Regions from separate parts of the Mus musculus genome. Here regions 1 and 3 are each linked to region 2. The links are chromatin contacts, called in public Hi-C maps. All regions are on one chromosome and are shown on one strand. The core of a region is the stretch at or near the end of the contact, and the rest is flanking DNA. Distances in the headings are between cores, read along the strand shown. Region 1 has its middle 37 kb from the start of Ube2q2. Region 2 overlaps Nrg4 (neuregulin 4). Region 3 overlaps Tmem266 (transmembrane protein 266).

Region 1 (2,940 bases), core at 273-2,772, 130 kb after region 2:
AGCTCAATCCTCAGGACCTATGTGGTATGTTGCAAGATATTTGATCACACTGTGAACCCCAAGATTGTGTTACTTACTGAAAAAACCTTGTTTTGGCATGGCTCCCTAGCATGCACCTTTACTCCAGAGCTAAATGAAGTCAACTCTAGGTCAAGAGGCAGATCAAGCAACCAGCTGACAGGGAGTGAATGTAAATAAACAGAGGGTCTTTGAGATGAAGGGGATTTAAGAGAGTGTGGAGAAGAAGAGAGAGCCTTTTCCTTCTGGGACATCGGTAGAGTAGGAGGGCAAGCTATGTGCTTTCTCTGCCTCTCTGAGCTAGCAGGCTTTCTCCACAGAGTCTGCCTTCATTTGGTAAAACCGAATGGCTGGGGTTTGTGTTTTTATAAAACAATAGTGGCAGAGGAGAGAACTGGCCCCTCCTGTACATCGTACTCTGACCTCCACACACACTGTCCTGTGACCTCCACACTCTGACCTCTGACCTCCATACACACTGTCCTGTGACCTCCACACATACTGCTCTCTGACCTCCACACTCTGACCTCTGACCTCCACACTCACCTCCTCACACAAAACAAGTAAGTTAAAAACGTGACCAAAAGAGAGCTTTTCTAGCATATAGAAGACCCTGGGTTCAACCTGTGACTGCTACCCCCAATCCCCATTCCCAGTATAGCAAAAAGAAGATTTTCGGCTCAAATAGTCTCAAATGATGAATGATCTTTTTGCTGTGATATTTAACTCAGTTTGCCAGCATTTTTATTGAAAATGTTTGCATCCATGTCTGTCAAGAAGATCAGCTTATAATTTTCTTTTCTATGTGGTACTGAAACAGAGTTATTATCAACTCAAAAAAAAAAAGTGACCAAAAAGGCTACAGGAGTTAAGCTGAACTTCAACAAAGTGATACAAAGACCTACAGGGCAGCTAAGAGTAAAATTGTTTATTTCTAGATTTTCCCTCAATGCATTTGTGCACTTGCACACAGACCAAGGTGCCATGCATTGGCTAGTACCATTCATGTGCAGCTTGCTCGGGCTGCTGGTCTGCATGGTGGTGTGTGATAATGGAAGCTCTAACTAGCTTCAGCTGTCCACAGCTCAATTTCCATGCAGTCAGGACGGGACCATCAGCTCCTTCTGGGCATGATTTGTGTGCATGTGTGTGCGTGCATGTGGCATACATGTGCAGTCTGGGCATGATTTTTGTGTGTGCACACGCATGTGGTGAACATGTACATATGTAAGAGCCTGCAAGTATGTGTATGGAGGCCAGAGGATGCCACTGTGTGTCCTGCTCTACCGTGTCCTGTATTTTTCCCTGATACTCCAGTGTGCCTCCTATCTCTGAACATGCTAGTACCAGGTTACAATGCTTGGCTTTTCTCTCTGTGGTTGCTGGGATCTGAACTCAAGGTCTCAGGTTCATATGAGTGCTTTTACCCTCTGAGGCATAGCCCCAGCTCAACTTCTAGGTATTATTTGAATTAAACTTCCTGTTTGTGTTGGGTGAGGGGAAACAATCCTCAGATGAGTCTTGTGGCACTCAGAAGGATCGTCTTTGACTAGAGGCTGGTACAGTTCCACCAGGGAGAGCACCCTCCATTAGAAGCAGGAAGCTGGTCAGTTTCAGCCTGTCCTTTAGGAAGGGGCCTTAGTTTGATCAGTTTTCATGAAGGAAAGCAGCTGGCACAACGACTTGTCTACTGAGAGAATTAGCAAGGGACATTGGGCACAGCCTTTCCCACTTGTGCCCCTCCAGGTGCCCAAGCTTGAGAGTAGGTGTTTTGGGGCATGGCCTGAGAAGGGTGTGCATGTCAGGGCTGCTCAGGCTGGGCTGCTGCCCTCAGGAACTCTGGGGAAGCTCGCAGTGAATCCCATTTGGCTCTGAGCCTCTGGAAATACACCTCTAGCTTCTGAGTATATAACTGAAAATGTCTGGCTTGAAGACCCAGAGTCTAGGAAAAGAGCAATTGATCAAATCTACTCAAAATACCACTAAAGCTCCCTGTGATGGGGAAGTTCTTGATGGCAGAGCCACACCCATGGAGGTGACTGGTGTGGGTCTCTACTGCTCCAAGCCGGCAGCACGGGAATATACAGTGTCTCCCTAAGACAAACCTTTTCCTGTTACCTCCAGGCCCCGGTCCCAGTCCCTCCCAGAGCTCTGTCTTGTGAATTAGTACAGGCAAAACATATCTGTCTTAGCTGGGCAGTGGTAGTGCACGCCTTTAATCCCAGCACTCGGGAGGCAGAGGCAGGCGGATCTCCGAGTTCAAGCAGACTTCTGAGTTCGAGGCTAGCCTGGTCAACAGAGTGAGATCCAGGACAGCCAGGGCTACACAGAGAAACCCTGTCTCAAAACAAAACAAAACAAAACAAATCTATCTTAAGGGGGGGCCCTACATGGGCATTTAGACTGAAATTCACACCATTGCCAGGGAATTAGAAAGACAAGTGAGATTTCAAGAGCAAAGACATTCTTGTCACCTTCTCCCCTCCCATCCTCTCCTGGTAACCTAACTTGGGAGAAATGGGAATTTGAGATGATTCTCACTAAGGTGTAAATGACTCCTGCAATGTAACAGTTATTATCAAGGCATAAATCTAAGAGCCGCTTGGGAGACAGGTTTCCAGGCCGGGTAAATGTTAGTAAGGATATAAAAACCTTGCAAACCAGTCATTTTGTAAACAACATTTCCAGACACGGCCAGCCAGTAGTCTGCTGTCTGCACCACCCAAGAACCTTGAGGCCCCTGAGATCTGTTCTGACAAATTTTATCAAAAATTATCATAGTCTGGGGTCATTTAGTGACTATAGGAGATTTTCTAAATTAATAATTCCACGTCAAAGAAAAGACCTTGTCTTTATTCACAACTCAGCCTCACATGGGCCAATAATAGATTTGTATGGGGCTTTTGTTTTTGTAATTTTGAA
Region 2 (3,177 bases), core at 406-2,905:
ATTTTAATGTTTACACTGTAAGTAACTATGATTTTTCCCCGAATATCTCACGTGTTATTTTGTATCTGCCCTTAGGCTCCCTGTCCTTGTCTCTACAAACCACTCAGTGCAGTAGTGTGATTGGATTATTGTGTTGCCTGAAGTCCCCACAAAGCCAACAGCAGTAACCTCCTGCCTGCAACAGGGTGGCATTAGGATTATAATGCTCTTTGGTCAGTTAAAGTTCACTCTCTGTGCAGAACTGTCCTTTGCACATGTAAGCTGCTAGTTCTCCTGTCTGGTTGGTTGTTAAACCAGTCATTAGCTCATATCTAGCCCTCTAGGCCTGCTGTCGTCATTAGCACAGTGTGGGAGGCAGAGAGAATAAACATCTAAAAGCTCACCAACTCTGAAAAGAGGCGAGGAGGAAAACTAGTTTTATAAAACCAACCTTTACAATTTTTTTTTGTAAAAAATAGCTTAAAGTATGTACGTGTGTGTGTACATGCTCGTTTTTATATAGCATTGTTAGTATAGATACATTGTGAATTTCCTATATAACTTCTGCTTTATAGACAAATGCTCATATTAAAAAGAAAACTTTGTTTTTATATTTTGACACTCCAGGATGGGCTGGCCTAAAACACACCATGTAGCCCAGGCTGGCCTTGAATCTGAGTCGATCTTCCTGCCTCAGTTTCCCAAGTTCTAGGACAACAGATGCGTGCCAACATTTCCAGCTAAATTAATTTTATTTTACATTCAACTGTAATATAAATGGGTGGGACTCCAAAGAGCATAATTCTTCTTAATGTGCAGTAATCCTTTGAACATGTTACCATGGAAAAACAGCTAACTGGCCATATCAAAGACTGCTTCTTGTGGTATTCTTTGCTTTTTCATGTTGTCTCTGAAGAAAAATAGAAATGCTGTTAGTGAAGTTGGCGGAAGTTTAAGAAGGCATTTTTTGAACAGTACGGAAGAGATATAATATCGAGTAACTCAGGGTTTGGAAGAAGTAGTAATTTTGAGGAAAAAGTTGTAATCATCTATACATCTATATAAGATATAATCAAATAAATTGTAGATGAAGTTGAGTTATATAGTTACCCCCTGGAAATGTAGACTTTAAGCCTTGGTGGCATATACCTGCAGTCCCAGCTACTTGAAAAGCTGAGGCAGGAGGATCACTGGAGGAGGAGGTTGAGGACACCTAGAGGAACAACATTGCAAGACACTTCTGTAAAAGTTGGCAGGCAGAGAAGTCAAACCCAGAAGACATTAGCGCTGCCGGCTTGTGGAATCTGAGTGGTACCTGATCCCTCCAGACTCTAAGCTGCTGAAGAACTCTAAGGGAAGGAGGCAAGTGTGAACTAATGCATTTGTCTGTAGCCGTGGCTCTAAGCGCACCACATCGAGCAGGTCTGCGCCTCGTTGACAATCTGAAAAGCAGAGACCTTTCCCTTCCTTCCAGCCGGAGACTGAGTCTTGTCCACATCAGTGTGTGATCTTTATCTAAACTTTTATTCTGTAGGTGCATTGAAAATTACACCGGAGCACGCTGCGAAGAGGTTTTTCTCCCAAGCTCCAGCATCCCAAGCGAAAGTAATCTGTCGGCAGCTTTCGTGGTGCTGGCGGTCCTCCTCACTCTTACCATCGCGGCGCTCTGCTTCCTGTGCAGGTAACTGAAGCGGAACTGGCCCTCAGAAAGAGGGAAGCCATGCGCAAAGCAGCGGCCTCTAAGAAACATGCTGCTCTTTGCTTCTAGTGTTTCCGCAGATACTGTTTTAAATCTGGCATTATCTCTCTAATACAATTTTGTTATAAACTAATAAGTCGCTTTGAACGCATCTTAAACAGTTTTACCTCCTTCTTTGGGTCCACCTAGCCTTGATACCTCTGAGCTAGGTGGACCCACGCTCACCACCGTGCGGTGCTTAAGTCACTTGAGGATTTGGGTGAGATGTTTCTTAGTAAGTTTTGAATATGAAAAACAAAGTGACTGTGCCATTGCTTTAGAAGCCTAAGGTGCCCGGCGGATGTCTACCTTACCATGCGCAGGGCACAACGAACATAGCAGCCAACAAGGTAGAAACACCACCTACATTTATGGACTATTTAAATCTAGAGAGACAGATAAAAAACCAAAAAGTTAAATTGGAGAATCTGGTAACTCCTAAGAGAAACAAAAGGAAAAATTACGTGTTGCAAGGCTGTATATCAAAGAGTACTTTTATTGATTCCTTTCAATTGACCTTCATGTTTTAGGGGGAAAAAGTTTTTAAAAGGGGGAATTTAGTTTAGTATTTGTATTAATAAGTATTAAATGGGCACTGGTTTCTCTCGTGTGATTGTAAAAATGGAGTTGATAGTCATCATAAACCAAGTTGGCTTGAGAAGTTAATATCCCAAGGATAGGATGTCAAGAATATCTCATAAACCCTGATTAAAATGTGGAGGGACTTTGTTCCTTTAAAAGATGTGTTGCTGCACATTTTATTTCAAAGTATCATTTAGTAGATGTTATCTCATAATTTTTGCATCTGAATGCTTCAGATACAAAGAGTTACAAGCTCATTACACCAGGCTGTGTTTCCCAGGTGATCTGCCATTCCTGCTCGCACGCCTTGTCTTACTGTGTGTGGCCCTGCTACTCAGGCAGCACCGGTTAGAGTTCAGCACTGGTCTATGTCCTTCAGTGATAGTGTGCTTGTCTAGCAGGCATGAGGTTTTGGGTTCAAGCCATCGAACTGTGATAAGAAATAGTTTATTTCTTTAGGCAGGCACTGTGATGACTACGATTGTTGTAAATGCTATAGTTAAGAACACAGACTTTAAATGGACTAGAAGCTCCATCTTAGAACCAGAGACTATCTCATAACAAACCTAAGCAGGGAAAACAAGCCGCTCCAGCTGGGTTCCCAGCCAGCAGCAACAGCTGGCCATTTGAGTGAGGCACCCTAGACATCTTGCTCGTTCGAACCTTTAGTTGGCTTGGATTATCTACTGGTCGCCTGCAATTACACAGAGGGCACCCAGGTTAGAAAAAGGAAAAAAAAAAGTTCAGCTGTCAACCAGTAAAATCGTGAGAAAGAAAATTTTAATCTACTGAGTTTAGGGTAGCATATTATGATAGTATTAAATGAGCCATCTTAGTTTGCCCTTCACTGAAAAACATTTTGGAAAAACTGAATGATC
Region 3 (2,933 bases), core at 101-2,600, 150 kb before region 2:
TTCCTTCTGTAGTTAGAACCTTAGGAGAGGTCCACTCTCCCTGGGAAGGACTTTTAGCAATGGCGGGGGAGATCTCAAGGAGGAAGTGATGGTCAAGAAAGTTAAAGGCAGTGCCCATAGGTATCGGGAAGAAACACACAGACCTGCCTAGTTAGTACCAACATTCTCTTCAGGCCCAAAGGACACCAGGACATGGGCCAGGAACTGGCTTAGGGAGGAAGGGTTTCTCTTGCATGGTGGGCAGAGCTCACTAATCACCTAGCACCTGGGCAGATGCTGCTGGGGCAACCACTCCCCATGACAAGACCCATCTCCTGCCAAATCCCAAAGCATTGCAAAGCCAAGTCTACCTATCCTACTCTACTGCTGTGGCAGCTTAGCTGTGCCTGCCCAGAGCTTGGCATTCAGTCACCAGCTGCTCTCAGCCTGGGAGGAAATTCATGTTGGTCCCCGAGCTGCACAAGGAGATGGTATTTGTACCACAGCTGAGGTGAACCTCTTTTCTCCCAGTGACCCCACAGCACAGCAGTGACTTAAGAGACAAAGGAAGATACCTGCTGTAGGTAGATGACTCCAGGCAGAGAAGCCTGGAAGTGGGGGTTGGGATCAGCATCCAGGCCAGAGATTGCTGGAAAGTCCCAAGGTTTAAGCCATACCCCAGGTCCCTTATGAAGCCACCATTTCTGGGTTAGGCCCATGGTCTATAACTTCGTGAGGTGACTCCAAGGTGTGGACCATGGTTCTGCCTCTTCAGATGTGAGCACTCCTGGAGTTAGGGAAGCTAAATCGTCCCCAACACCCACTGAATTTGGGCCTGCATTTCAGGAGAACCCAGCTCAAGAGTGTTCTTGCAGGTGACAACTATTATGGAGGATGAACTGAGGGTGTATGTGGTGTGACAGAAGCTTGGGAGCAGGACAGAGAAGGTAACCAGGGCCACCAGGAAGGAGGCTTGCCTGTGCCTATGTTTTAACAAGAGAGACAGGGACGGGGCTGTACAACTCTAAAGTAACTTCCATCTGGGCTCCCTAGTGGGAATGGGAACCAGCGGTGAGGCAGAACCTGCAGGTTCCTGCCTGGCCCCAGGTTTAGAATTGGATCACTCCTTGTGAAATGCAAGTGACTCAGACATTCCAAGGAGAGTGTGTGTTCCCTCTCCGCGGAAAGGTATACTCCAAGAAGACGGTGTTTCCCGTTTTTATAACCCGGTTTGCGTGGTTAATAAAAGAACTGACTGGGCTGAAGCCCGGACACAGACTGGAAAATAACTTCTTTCAGGCAGCCTCAGCCCATCAAAGTCCCGGAGTGGTGTTATTCCTGAAGTTGCCACCAGAGGGCAGACGTGCCCCTATTTCCCAACATGTGCTACAAAAGCCAGGGGCAGCTCTGGGGAGGGCTTGGGCTGCCCAAATAGAGAATACCAACAGATGGGCCTGCTGGCAGGTGGTATTCCAGAGAAGTTCCGGCACCCCTCATGAGGCCTCAGAGGAGTCCGGGGGTGGAAAGCAGGTGAGCGCCGGTGCGGCTTCTGTTTTATATTCTTAGTTGTTTGGGGTAACAGTTTGAGAGAATAAATTCTAGAATATGAAAATGGAGTTTGGCAAATCCCCAAAGGCTCTTTTATGGGAGGTCAGGCCATAGGAGTGGCCTGGAAGGCAGGCAGGCAAGATCAGGTCAGGTAGTGGTCCCAAGCTTGACAAAGAAACAGCCTCATCTTAAAGGTGAAGTATGGACCAATCAGGGCCGGGCTTGCGTTGCTCCTTCAGGGCCAAGCCTCTTTCTCCCTACAACCCACTATGCACTCAGAGGAAACGTTGTCCTCCTGGTGTGAGCCTGTGGGGATGGTGGGGACTCTCCAGTTATCCTAAAAGGGTTCTTCACAGGCAATGAAGGTGGTTTCTCTAGTGTCCGGGACAGAAGACCTCGTTAGTTGCACATTTGGATTGTTGTCCATTAAGTTCCCAAAGAAAAGATCTGAGGGGAGGTCGGAATGAGTCTAGAAGTCTAGAGGTAGGGGCGACGGAGATGAAGATGAAGCCTGGAGCACCAGGCGTTTGCCCCCTGTCTGGCCTGCAGGGGGCTTCTCCCCCCCCCCCCCCCCGTGGCTCAGAAGATTCCTCGGAGCAAAGCTCTCCAATAATTGACAAAAACAATAACCATTTGCCACACACACCCCCCCCCCCCACGCCATAGACATAAAACTACAACTCTGCATTTAAGGTTTCAAGAGATGCAGAGACTCCTTGGCCCTCATGGAGACCCCCTGCCTAGCTTCTTAAACTTACTCTTAAGGGTCATTGTGCTTGTTAGTAGTTTTGTTAACCTAACCCAAGCTGGGGCCACCTTGAGAAAATGCCTCCATTATCCTGGCCTGTAGGCAAGTTTGGAGGGGCATCTTCTTGATTAACGAATGGCAGCCCACTATGGGTAGTGCTACCCCTGGACAGATGGTTCTGCCTTTAATCCTAGCCCTTGGGAGGCAGAAGCAGGTGTCTCTCTGCTAGATCAAGGCCAGCCTGGTCTACAGAGCTAGTTCTAGGACAGCCAGGGGTACACTGAGAAACCTTGCCTCCAAAACAAAACAAAACCAAACAAAAAAGCAGGCTGAGTGAGTTAAGAACAAGCCAGTTGGTGGCATTTCTCTGTGGCCCTGTTTCAGTTCCTGCCTCTATGTCCCTTCCTTGAGCTCCTGCTACAGCTTGTCTCGATTATGGACTCCAAACTGTAAGGTGTGATAAGCACTCTCCTCCCCACGCTGCTTTTGGTCACGGTGATCATAATAGCACTGGAAAACAAACTGGGACAGTCATGTGACTGAATGCCCCCTGAGATTCCCAGTAAACCTCTCTTTCCACTCTCAGAGTGGTCTAGTTCAGTGGCCCCTCTGCGGTACCTCAGCGTGAGGGATGAACAATCTGGCAATAGTTAAAGGC

Evidence for each region. A called contact is a pair of places that touch in the nucleus more often than the background predicts.
Region 1: a contact with region 2 is called in a Hi-C map of Th17 cells, with 2.4 times the contacts expected there. The contact joins two enhancer-like sites. A contact is called at or near these places in 3 of 39 promoter capture datasets (embryonic stem cells, pre-B cells and stem cell-derived epiblast-like cells), 1 of 15 datasets of contacts at CTCF or cohesin (embryonic stem cells), 10 of 484 Hi-C or Micro-C datasets (the G1E-ER4 cell line, Th17 cells, embryonic stem cells and 2 more), 2 of 115 datasets of contacts at active chromatin or transcription factors (both in embryonic stem cells) and 3 of 9 other capture datasets (adipose tissue, liver and pancreatic islet).
Region 3: a contact with region 2 is called in a Hi-C map of bone marrow-derived macrophages, with 5 times the contacts expected there. The contact joins two enhancer-like sites. A contact is called at or near these places in 1 of 39 promoter capture datasets (embryonic stem cells), 4 of 15 datasets of contacts at CTCF or cohesin (CD8 T cells, embryonic stem cells, pro-B cells and 1 more), 62 of 484 Hi-C or Micro-C datasets (the AML12 cell line, B cells, the CH12 cell line and 27 more), 5 of 115 datasets of contacts at active chromatin or transcription factors (bone marrow-derived dendritic cells, bone marrow-derived macrophages, epiblast stem cells and 2 more) and 4 of 9 other capture datasets (adipose tissue, embryonic stem cells, liver and 1 more).

Annotation. Positions count from the first base shown.
Region 1 is chr9:55,111,318-55,114,257 of GRCm38.p6, reverse strand. No RefSeq gene overlaps it. Among named protein-coding and RNA genes, the nearest start is that of Ube2q2, 37 kb to the left of the region's middle. Within about 2 kb of position 1,522, at least 7 of the 459 cell types and tissues checked have an H3K27ac peak or open chromatin away from gene starts, as enhancers often do. A contact at or near this core is called in Th17 cells, where this site is marked.
Region 2 is chr9:55,240,544-55,243,720 of GRCm38.p6, reverse strand. Nrg4 (neuregulin 4) reads left to right here. Exons shown (of 8, transcript NM_032002.2): 4 at 1,514-1,660. Among named protein-coding and RNA genes, the nearest start is that of Fbxo22, 33 kb to the right of the region's middle. Within about 2 kb of position 1,655, at least 53 of the 459 cell types and tissues checked have an H3K27ac peak or open chromatin away from gene starts, as enhancers often do. A contact at or near this core is called in Th17 cells and bone marrow-derived macrophages, where this site is marked.
Region 3 is chr9:55,390,903-55,393,835 of GRCm38.p6, reverse strand. All of the region lies in intron 3 of Tmem266 (transmembrane protein 266), which reads right to left. Among named protein-coding and RNA genes, the nearest start is that of Tmem266, 65 kb to the right of the region's middle. Within about 2 kb of position 1,350, at least 14 of the 459 cell types and tissues checked have an H3K27ac peak or open chromatin away from gene starts, as enhancers often do. A contact at or near this core is called in bone marrow-derived macrophages, where this site is marked.